4 separate regions of the Mus musculus genome follow, and regions 2, 3 and 4 are each linked to region 1. A link is a contact called in public capture Hi-C and promoter capture Hi-C data. All regions are on one chromosome and are shown on one strand. The core of a region is the stretch at or near the end of the contact, and the rest is flanking DNA. Distances in the headings are between cores, read along the strand shown.

What was found. Promoter capture Hi-C pulls out the DNA fragments that hold promoters and counts their contacts. Capture Hi-C pulls out chosen DNA fragments and counts their contacts.
Region 2: a promoter capture Hi-C map of stem cell-derived epiblast-like cells shows a contact between it and region 1, with 4 times the contacts expected there. The contact joins the promoter of Top2a here to the promoter of Klhl10 in region 1. A contact is called at or near these places in 4 of 39 promoter capture datasets (cranial neural crest, hippocampal neurons, liver and 1 more), 1 of 484 Hi-C or Micro-C datasets (B cells) and 1 of 115 datasets of contacts at active chromatin or transcription factors (embryonic stem cells).
Region 3: a contact with region 1 is called in a promoter capture Hi-C map of liver, with 5 times the contacts expected there. The contact joins the promoter of Gjd3 here to the promoter of Klhl10 in region 1. A contact is called at or near these places in 5 of 39 promoter capture datasets (the 3T3-L1 cell line, cranial neural crest, hippocampal neurons and 1 more).
Region 4: a capture Hi-C map of macrophages shows a contact between it and region 1, with 6 times the contacts expected there. The contact joins the promoter of Cdc6 here to the promoter of Klhl10 in region 1. A contact is called at or near these places in 2 of 39 promoter capture datasets (embryonic stem cells and hippocampal neurons) and 1 of 9 other capture datasets (macrophages).

Annotation. Positions count from the first base shown.
Region 1 is chr11:100,440,623-100,443,322 of GRCm38.p6, reverse strand. It overlaps Klhl10 (kelch-like 10), which reads right to left and starts at 1,399. Exons shown (of 5, transcript NM_025727.3): 1 at 1,099-1,399. The coding sequence starts at 1,292. Nt5c3b (5'-nucleotidase, cytosolic IIIB) reads left to right here and starts at 2,225. Exons shown (of 9, transcript NM_001102650.2): 1 at 2,225-2,279; 2 at 2,396-2,494. The coding sequence starts at 2,268.
Region 2 is chr11:99,022,934-99,025,633 of GRCm38.p6, reverse strand. It overlaps Top2a (topoisomerase (DNA) II alpha), which reads left to right and starts at 1,445. Exons shown (of 36, transcript NM_011623.2): 1 at 1,445-1,588; 2 at 2,642-2,700. The coding sequence starts at 1,568.
Region 3 is chr11:98,981,582-98,984,281 of GRCm38.p6, reverse strand. It overlaps Gjd3 (gap junction protein, delta 3), which reads left to right and starts at 1,262. Exons shown (of 1, transcript NM_178596.3): 1 at 1,262-2,700. The coding sequence starts at 1,266. The coding sequence ends at 2,102.
Region 4 is chr11:98,906,397-98,909,096 of GRCm38.p6, reverse strand. It overlaps Cdc6 (cell division cycle 6), which reads right to left and starts at 1,296. Exons shown (of 12, transcript NM_001025779.2): 1 at 1,116-1,296; 2 at 267-460. The coding sequence starts at 447. RefSeq lists an enhancer at 2,456-2,700.

The DNA of each region.
Region 1 (2,700 bases), core at 150-2,649:
GGAGCAGAGTATTAAAAGAACATTTTGTGACACTTTAAAACTATTCAAATTTCAGTGTCCATAAATAATTTGTATTAATCCTGTCTTCTGGGCCCATTTTTTTCTTTTTCTTTTTTTTTTTTTTTAATTTATTTATTTATTATATGTAAGTACACTGTAGCTGTCTTCAGACACACCAGAAGAGGGAGTCAGCTTTCATTACGGATGGTTGTGAGCCACCATGTGGTTGCTGGGATTTGAACTCAGGACCTTTGGAAGAGCAGTTGGGTGCTCTTACCTGCTGAGCCATCTCACCAGCCCCCTTTTCTTTTTTTTTAAGGCAGGGTCTCACCTATGTAGCCCTGGAACTCCCCATGTAGACCAGGCTGGCCTAGAACTCCCAGAGATCTGCCAGCCTCTGCCTCCCAAGTACCGGGATTAAAGACGGACAGAAACATCCTGGCCTTGTTTGGCAGTTCCTGATAGAAAGGCAGAGGTTGAACGGTTGCCAGAGTACATGGCCCGCTGAGCTTAAGCTATTTAACATCTTGGAGCTGTAGAGATGGGTCTCTTTTCAACAGAACACGAGGTTCCATGCCAAACACCTACATGGTAGCTGACAACAGTCTGCAATGCCTGTCCCAGGGGACCCAATGTCCCCTTATGGCCTCTTCAGGCGCATCATGTATGTGGCCCAGACAGACATACATGCAGGCAAGATATCCATCTATAAAATAAATGAATAAATACAAACTTTAAAAAAAAGATATTTACTATCTTCCTGTTGTTGTTGTTTTGGTTTTTTTGTTTGTTTGTTTGTTTTAGAAATAGATTCTCTATAGCCCAGGCTGCCCTTGAACTACTGATTCTCCTGCCTCAGCCTCTCCAGTTGCTGGGATTACAGGCCTGAGCCACTATGCCTGGATTATAAACTGGTCCTTTCGGAGCCTTATCTAGAGTGTAGGATCAGGTCTGTCCAACTTTTTTTTTTAACGCTGCAATGGCATGCTGTCAACCTACAAAGCTTAGACTTGAGAACAGCTCAAACCAGTTATAAACAAACACAGAGCCTCAGTGATGGGAGACACGGCTCAGCTTCCCCCCCCCCCTCCGGTGTACCTAAAGTAGGAGCTGCAGCTACAGAGGATGTTCTTGTGGGCATTGAACTCGAAGCCATTGACTTTGATGACCACGTCGCAGAGCTTGCCCTCAAGCCGGAGCTCGTTGAAGATCTCACAGGTCATTGCACTCATCTTTCTTTCCATGTGAGGCTGGTGGAACCGGGTGGAGGCAGCGGTGCTCTCCATCTCCATGGCTCCTTGGGACCAGGGGAGAGAGGCTGCTCTCCTGGGGTGTTGGGGAGGGTTATGGGGGGCCCCTTTAGCCAGCTGTCGCTCCTTTTCCCTACTACATCTTTCATATAGGGACCATCAGGCAGCCCAAGTTCCAGAATCCTGGGCAGTGAGATCACTCAGGATTGTGCTCTCAGGTTCTGGAACCCCCTTCTTGCCCCTTCTTTTCCTCCCCCTCCCCCCAGAACATACAGGTAGACCACCCCACATCTCTTTCCTCGACCTCAGACCTAGGGCAGAACTGTGACCACCAACACAATTGAGCCTTTACTGAGTCTGCTGCTTGTTGCATCTTCAGGTTGGGTCCCCACCTCCCTGCAGCATCCTTCCAAAGCTCTCTCTGGGCTCCCCATGGGTGCAGAGGCAGAAGCAGAGCTGATCAAATATCATGCTGGCCAGGGTCTTCCAGCCCCTGAGATGCCTTACTGCCTTACTTTGCTTGTGGTGCTGATGAAGAGCCAGTTAGGGAAGTGTCTCCTGGATACACCCCCTGTCCAAAATGCACTTGAATACCTAGTGGGTTGTTCTTTGCAATGCAGGGGATGAAATTCAGGGCCTCATACCTGCAGGCAAGAACTCTCTCACTAAGCAGTGACCCCCAACCCCAGTAAAGATTGCATTTGTGTTCCAGAAAGAGTGAGTGACAGGCGCCCATACACACCAAAGCCTCATGACAGCCAGCCCACATACAGGACCCCAGCGTCTTGGTACTCCCCCCCCTCGCCCCCCAACGTTCCCCCACCCCCACACACAGTAGACCATCTTCCCCCACACACCCCCGCACTCCCCACTCTTGCTTCTCCTGCCAGTATCCGGAGCCAGCCTGGAAACGGCCTGCAGCTCCTAGACCGACGCGACTAGTGCGAGGCGACGCCTGCGCAGTGTGGCTGTAAGGCGGGCGCTGTCTTCGGGGCCGCCCACCAGGCCAGCGGCGTGATGGCGGAGGAGGTGAGGCCACGGGCGGGGACGGTCCCGCGTGGCGGGATCGCGGGTGCGGAGAGACCCAGCTGTCCTGATGCCCATCGCGGCTCTCGGGTCAGCGGGTCTCTTGGGTCTCACGACAGGTAAGCAGCCTGATGAAGGCCACGGTCCTGATGCGGCAGCCCGGACGGGTGCAGGAAATTGTGGGCGCCCTTCGCAGGGGCGGAGGAGACCGCCTGCAGGTACCGGGGCTTGGGGTAGGGCGGGAGGGTGCCTGCCCTGCGGCCTTCCCGCCAACTGGGGTTCGCGCTCTGCGAGCCTGCGCCCTAGGGTGGTCATGGACAAACAGATTGGTTCACCTCGGGAAAGAGCCTACCTCCCCCAGTAGCCAACTTTCAGAGTAGTCAGATGTGACCCTTTTCCTGCCGCTTGGTTTTAGAAAGCAAGT
Region 2 (2,700 bases), core at 196-2,695, 1.4 Mb after region 1:
AAAAGGTCTTAATTGCTGAGTCCCTAGTGGCCCTAAGCATTGAAGTCACCCTCCTTTATTAACACACAGGACAAGGCTAAAAACACTGAAGACAGGATCAGAACAAGGTTAAAACTCTACTCCTTTGGTTTTCCCACCAGCCAGGCCACATTTCTTCATTGGCCTTCTCTTTCACTTTGCCAGCAGGGTTGTTGTTGGACACGTGAAGTTATTTAATAATGGTTGATCTTGGGCGCCTTTTGGAAAGGAAAAATGTTTAAATTTAAGAAATTCCTTGCTGATAATAGCGATTTTTTTGAGGGTGGTGGTGGGGTTAGAGAAAGGGTTTCTCTGTGTAGCCCTGGCTGCTCTGGAACCTGCTCTGTAGACCAGGCTGGCCATAAACTCCAAGATCCACCTGCTTCTGCCTCCCAAGTGCTGGGATTAAAGGGGTGGTGTCGTCACACATAACCAGTTTATATCTACCATTTTTACTTTTAGCACAGGAAATTGAAGCTTCCTCCATCGAGAACCCACCAAGCCCCCACCTCTTATGTCAAATTGAACGGTGCTCTAGACTGCATTATGCATAGAGGGCAAATATAAAGAGCTCTTGTAGATTCCCTCAGCAGCTGACTGAGGGAGAAGTTCCCGTCTCATGAGGGCCTCTCAGCTCCACTGAAGAAGCATGAATGAATCTTTGTATCAGGGGTGATCCACAGGGAGTGTTAGTGCTGCTCGCGATTTTGCTGGCATCTCTATACTCTTCGTGTGTGGCAGCCTAAGACCGCAAGCAGAAGAACTTGCCAGAACTTTGCCAGCATTAACTCAGCGCTTCTCAACTTCCTAAGGTTGCGACCCTTCAACATAGCGTCTCATGTTGTGATGCCCTGCTACCATAATTATTCCATTGCTACTTCATAACTGTAATTTTTTTGCTGCTGTTATGAGTTGTAAGGTAAACTATCTGATATGCGACCCCCAAGAGTCACGACCCACAGGCTGAGAACCGCTGCCTTGGCCAGCCTTGAGGGAGGGATGGCGTTGTTTCCTCGGTCAGGAAAAAAAAAGGAAAACTCATCGCAGGATTAAGACTCTGTAATCTCAACAGATCTGAAATAAAGAATGAGCATCCGTTTTCTAGTTATATTCAGAAGGACGGCTTAGTCAACCACTTTGCACTTCCAAAATGCCTTCCCTCTCTTCAGAGTGTCTCTCAGAGCACATGGACCTTCCTCATTGGTCAGATTTTCTGTCAGTACCACCAACAATTGCTATTGGTCCATTTTGAAGATTCTCCCGCCTTCTTTTACCTAATTGGTTTATTCGAAAAGGCGGTCTTTTGTTCGAATAAAAGACGATCTACGATTGGTTACTGCAAACAGAGCCAATGAGAGCGAGTCGGTGATTGGTTCCTCTGATTTGGGCGGGCTAGATAAAGGTTCAAATGAAACTAGGGAAGCTCTCCTAACCGACAAGCGTCTGTGAGGGGAGCGTCCAGGTCCCGCGTCGCGCGTCGCGGGTCGCCTAGCGTTTCCCGCTGGTTTTGTCGCTTTCCGGATTCTCGAGCCTCTTCAGGACCGTCACCATGGAGTTGTCACCGCTGCAGGTACAGCTCGCGGATGGGGCCGGGTAGTAGAGCCTTTACGTGGCCTCTGCGTTCATGGCTGACGGCGAGAGTTGAGGTTCCAGGGCCGAGCGCTGGCCGGCGACCGGCTGGATCCGGTCAGCCCCATCTTCTGGGCCTTGAGGGGTCGTGGACTGGGTGAAGCTCTTTCCGAAATGATATCTATAATCTAATCTGGGTTCTTGAGTGTTGTGTTTTTATTGTTTGTGGGAGCAGGTTCAACTAGTCCTGCGATCGGTCTGTAGTCTAATGGCTTCTGTGTGACTTCCAGCCGGCTTATACTCGAATTCAGTGGCCCTCTTCCCTTCCCTGGGTGATTTGAATAACTCATCACGGAAGGTGCAGAGCATGGCAGTTCCCATTGAGGAGCTGGCCGACCGAGTGGCTCAAAAAAAGTCCAGTTTCGGGATGTGAATGTAGCCAAGGGTTTGCATTGCTAGCATCCCAACTGCTACGGGTGGATACCATCTGTAATCGGCACGAGCCTATGTCGGCACTCACTAAATATTTTCCCATTAGATGGAAGAAGTTGAGTGTAGTTTATCGATGACATAAAAAATATTACTCAAGGCAGAAATGTCCATACTTGCAGAACTAAAATACCTATTTAAACGGGCATCTGTAGCCAGACCTAGTGGGGCAGGCCTGAAATGGCAGCTGCTCCAGAGACTGAGGCAAGAGGATGCCTTAAGCTATTTAATGGGACTCTCAAAAACAGCAACAGGGGGTGAAAAAAATGGTCTGGGAATTTTGCTCAGTGGTCAGAGCATTTGCCTAGCATGTGCATGCAAGGGGGGGTGGGGGGACCTTGGGTTCCATCCCCAGCATCACGAATACTCAAACCACAGAACCTAATCACAAGGATTTTAATTGACTTGTTCGTTCAAAACTATGTAAACTCTACCAGTACCTACAAGCAGGGGATAGATGGTGATAGAGTGTATGGACTTTATCATTGTTGCAGATATTTTGTTGACCACTTCTGATAAACTTGTGGCTAAAATTAAGTTTATTTTTAATTCCCCTAATGGCTAGCCTGTAAATGAAAATATGCTAATGAACAAAAAGAAGAATGAAGATGGCAAGAAAAGATT
Region 3 (2,700 bases), core at 13-2,512, 1.5 Mb after region 1:
AGAGATCTTAGCCCAAGTGACCTACATGGCTCATCCAAGGTCCAATAGTGGCAGAACCAAAAGCCCCCCCCCCCCAAAGCCATATTTGTTGTCCCCTAAAAGCCGAAGTTATCTCCCTCTGGCCCACAAGACCCTTCAAAAATGGGGTCAGTTGGTTGTGGTGGACCTAGTCTTCAGTTTGAGGAGTCTGCCAGGAGATAGGGTTCCCATGATTGATCTCTCTGGCTCCCTCAATTAAAAAAAAAAATGTAGCTCTAGTTAGCCTCCGTCCATCGCCAGATGGAGACATGGCTATGGGATGGGCATGGGGGGTAAGGGATGGAAAGAGAAGGCAGGAAGGACCCAACAAGGGGTGTGGCCCTGGATCTATTTCCAGGGTGGAGCCGGACCACAGGTCACCCTGTCCCTTTAAGAGAAGGGGGAGAGCTAGCCCCTCTCAGCCATACTTGTCCTATCATCCATCCCGGCCAAAGCCAAAAAGGAAAATGAAAGAGGGACCCAGAGGGACAGGTCCCAGCTGTCTCTCAAGGTCCTCCGCTCAGCTCTAAGGCCCAGGTCCCGGGGTAAGTGGGGTTGGGGACATCTAGAGGCCACTAAGGGTCTACAGGGACGGGACGTGGTGTATTCTGTGTGTCTGGGGAGGCTTACAAGAGATGCTTGATAATTGCTATCAGAGAGGAGTCGAGGGGGCTGTGCCCGGTCTCCTTGGCTGAGGTTGGTGAGGAAGGGAAGATTGAGGGCGGGCGAGAGATCCTAAGTTGGAAAAACAGGCTTCTGTGTCAGCTTCCAACCCCAAAAGGCGTTCCCTGCTGCGAGGTGAGAGAGAAAGGAGACAGTGGGGGCTCACCCGGCCTGGCCCTCCCCTTGCTCCCAGGGGTCTCAAACAGAAGGAACGTAGAATTCTAGACTCCAGTAGCCGCTCTTGCTCCTGGCACAAAAAGCCAGGCCAGCAAGGTTGGCCCTGAAGAAGAACCTAGAATCTGGGGAACCTTAGGGTCTCCCTAGCCAAGCAGGCCCAGGCCAGGTGTGCGGGGAAATCCCTCCTCAGCACCCCTCTATGCCCATATGAAGGAATCCCATAGCTGAGGATGGACTATCCTCACACTCTGACATTAACTCATTAAACCCCAGAAAATATTCTTTCCCTGGCGCCCTCCGAGATTGTTGAGGGACGGGGGTGGGGGTGGGGGTGGGGGGTGGCGGGGGACAGGGGGTATTCAGCCCGCCCCAGCCTGTGACTACCCCCTTTCCTCGTCCCCAGCGTCATGGGGGAGTGGGCGTTCCTAGGCTCCCTGCTGGACGCGGTGCAGCTACAGTCGCCGCTCGTGGGTCGTCTCTGGCTGGTGATCATGCTGATCTTCCGCATCCTGGTGCTGGCCACGGTGGGAGGTGCGGTGTTCGAGGACGAGCAGGAGGAGTTCGTGTGTAACACGTTGCAGCCCGGCTGTCGCCAGACCTGCTACGATCGCGCCTTCCCGGTGTCCCACTACCGCTTCTGGCTCTTCCACATCCTGCTGCTGTCGGCGCCGCCGGTGCTGTTCGTCATCTACTCCATGCACCAGGCCAGCAAGGAGGCGGGTGGTGCGCAGCTGGCCCCGCCGTGCGCGCGCGGGCGTGCCGAGGCGCCGTGCTCCCCGTGCGCCCTGCGCGCTCGCCGCGCGCGCCGCTGCTACCTGCTGAGCGTGGCTCTGCGCCTGCTCGCCGAGCTGGCTTTCCTGGGCGGCCAGGCGCTGCTCTACGGCTTCCGCGTGGACCCGCACTACGCGTGCGCCGGGCCACCTTGTCCGCACACGGTCGACTGTTTCGTGAGCCGGCCCACCGAGAAGACCGTCTTCGTGGTCTTCTACTTCGCCGTCGGGCTGCTGTCGGCGCTGCTCAGCGTGGCGGAGCTGGGTCACCTGCTCTGGAAGGGTCGCCAGCGCGCCAAGCTGCTCCCGCCGCCGCCGCCGTCGCCCTCTTTGCCATCGCAGCGCGGGGACCCCGACCCTTTCGGCCCGCCAGCCTACGCGCACCGCTCACCGGCAGGCGACAGCGAGGGCGAAGGCGGCAGCGGCCACAGCAAAGCGTCGCTGGCTACCGTGCGCCAGGACCTGGCCATCTAGCGGCGAGATCGGAGGCTGGATATCAGCACCCGGGTCCTTGGAGGCAGAAGGCTTTGCTTCTGAAAGACTGCGTAGGACCCTGCCTGAGCAGAAGATGAGCAGAGGGGACCGCCAGGGTTCGGGTGGGGGAGGTGTCGCACTTCCTAGTGCTGGTTACGGCAGCCGTGTTAAATCAGGGAGGCTCCTCGGTGCTGTGATCCCTGCGGAAAGGGAGGACGCCAAGGGCTCCCCTGAGAGGCGGCAAACCGGCCGTGGGTGACCTGATTGTTGCACCGGGGACAAAAATCAACAGTGATGGCAACATTCCCAGGTTCCCTGCTAATTCAGAGAAGAGTGGTTTTCCGTGAGCGCTCTGCACACACTCTCTCTGGACACACTCAGATGGGTTGGCTGCTCAAGCATAGTAAACCTCTATGAGCTGTGTGTATTTGCATGTGTATGCTTGTGAGGGTCCGCACATGCGTGTGTCCACACGTATACATCTCCCAAGTGACAGGCGATAGAGACCTGGGTTCATGCCTGCGTGCACAGAAATGTACATGTATGTCCTTGAAGGCTCTGTGTGGATGCATGTACGCATGCGTCCTGTGTTAGCTCT
Region 4 (2,700 bases), core at 47-2,546, 1.5 Mb after region 1:
TTAATTTCACAAGCACGCAGGCGAGTTCCATAACACTATAACTTCAAGGGAAATGTAAAGGACAGAACTAAGGAAATGAAGATCAAACCTAGGTTCCTTAGCAAATGATCTCTAGTGTACGGCTCAACCGTGAAATTCGGTACACACTTGGCAGCCATTATGAAGGCAAATACAGCTCTGGTTTTAAGAGCCAGGCACCTCAGCATCAAGGCAGGAAAGGCTGAGAGCTCAGTCACAAAGTCGCACTCACAAAGCGGAGGGCTTACCCAGACGTTTTCGGGGACTGAGAGGCAGAAGTTTTACGTCCACACACGGAGTGGTGGGTACAGGCTGGACGTTTCTAAGTTTTACTTCACAATCCCGGGAATTGGGTTTCTTCAGGGTATTAGATAGCTTCTTTTTCGGAAAACCGATGGTAGCTTGTGTCTGGGATCTGGTTTGAGGCATGATGGCCACACAACTGGATACAAAGGAAAATCAGGAGAGCAAAGAGAAAAACACACAGAGCAATATAAATAATTATATTGGGGACCAGCACTCCATAAATCACGTTAACATAGCATTTTTAACATTTAGTTGTGCTTCCCATGCAAATCTATGTAATAAAGGGTAACGTCTGTCTGCCTAGTACGTGTAACATTCCGTTATACACATATTACACACTACAGTCTTACCATACGTCAAATGTAGACACTATTAGCCCTCTCTTAAAGAGATAGTCACAGAAACACACGGCTATCACCCTGGGCACCCTGGGACCAGAAGCCAAGTTCTTACACTTGTATGATGCCAGAAGTCTGTCTCCATTTATTTCTATAATACTTTAGCTCCTTCCCTGCAGACATGTGAGACGTCTTTAGCACTGGTTTGGTTCCAGACCGTCACCTTTAGGCTCTCCCAAGTCCTGGGCAAGGGCAGCTGCGTCCTCTGCTCAAAACTAGCCAGCACTCCACCAAACTCCCGACCCCACCCTACACCGTTTCCTCCCAGCAGCTCTCTCCTTCCCAACGCGGCGTGCTCGAACCGCTTCTAGAGCTCACAACCCCCTCCCTGACCCAGCCTCAGACCCCAGGCGATTTCCCGCTCTCCACCGGCCTTGCTCGGACCAGCCTCACCTCTCTGGACACCAGACCTCGCGGAGCTTTGCACTCTTCAGGGCCGTGTCGCTCAGTGCACACTCCTCGCGTCTCGATCACCACCGTAAAAACTCTCCCGCCACAAATTCTACAGCAGCTGCAAAGTCAACTCGCGCCAAAGCCGCTCTACTTCAGCCTTCTCGTCTCCCGCCAAAGTCCAGCCAGGCTTCTGATTAGTTGTCACTCATCACCACGCCTTCGCCGGTGACGGCCGGCAGCCAATAGGACAGCCCCAGGTCTCAGCGACCACCACGAAGTCACACCCACTCGCCCGGGAGGGCGTTAACTTTTGAGACCTCGGAGGAAAGGCGCGCGTTTACGAGCGCGTCACGCCGTAAAGCCTGGCGGGAAGTGTAGTTTTTTTTTTTTTTTTTTTTTTTTTGCCTCTACGCACATCTACTTCCGTATTTTTATTTCTACTTTGTCCTCCACCCAGCCTCCCCACCGTTGCCTAACGTCCTCATTCTACTGGGCTACCTTTGCTCATCTTATCTGCCAAACATCCCTATTTTCATTATTCTGGTGGGCTAGATTTTAAGAGGGCTACAAGGCCTACTTTTTGGGGGGCGGTCCTGTATGGCATGAAGCAAATGAATGTATAAGGTCACAGAATTTTCTGTGGGGAGGAGCTGATAACTCGAACCAGGGTATTTTTTTGGGGGGCGGGGGGGCAAGTTCTAGACCTATCTAAGCAAACTGACATCATCTCACTATTTGTTGACTTGCGCTTGCTCAGTGAGAAACAAGTGCAACACCAAACGTATAATTTCAAGGTCATACATTCCAAGTGCTGCCTTAACATCCATCTAGCTACACATCATAGGGAGTAAAATTATGTCTCTTTAATTTGAAAATCTCTTATGGCCAAGCACTAGGGTCTGGGACCCAAGGAAAAGAGTTATCGGCAAGGCAAGCTGAGCATTTAATGAAAAATGTAACTAGAGCAGCCATTTGCAGGCAGGTCAGGCTCCAAGGTTACTCGGGTTCTTCTAAAGACCAGAGCCCAATTCTAGGTAATGGTAAAGTCTATGGGATTTTGTTCTTGGTTTGTTTTGTTTTGGTTGTTATTGTTTTCTGAGACTTTTTATTTGTAGCTCTGGCTGTCTTGGAACTACGTAGACTAGGCTGGCCTTAAACTCAAGAGATCTGTCTGGGTCTGCCTCCCAAGTGCTGAGATTAAAGGTGTGCGCCACCACACCTGGCTATAGGATATATCTTTTATTGTCTGATACCAAATAAAACAGACACAAAGCTACAAGTAGGAGCACAACAGCACAATCGCCAGTTACCTCTCATTTCAAATAGCTGGGAAGAGCCAACGTAAGTGTGTGGGTCTGAGCTCGTTATTTTACCTCTATCACCTTAATTAGTCTTTATAAGCACCCGAGGAAGGTTTTTGGTTTTGTTTGGTTTGTTTATTTTTCGAGACAGGGTTTCTCTATAGCCCTGGCTGTCCTGGAACTCACTTTGTAGACCAGGCTGGCCTTGAACTCAGAAATCCCAAGTGCTGGGATTAAAGGCGTGTGCCATCACCGCCCGGCTCCCTAGGAAGTTTTTATAACTA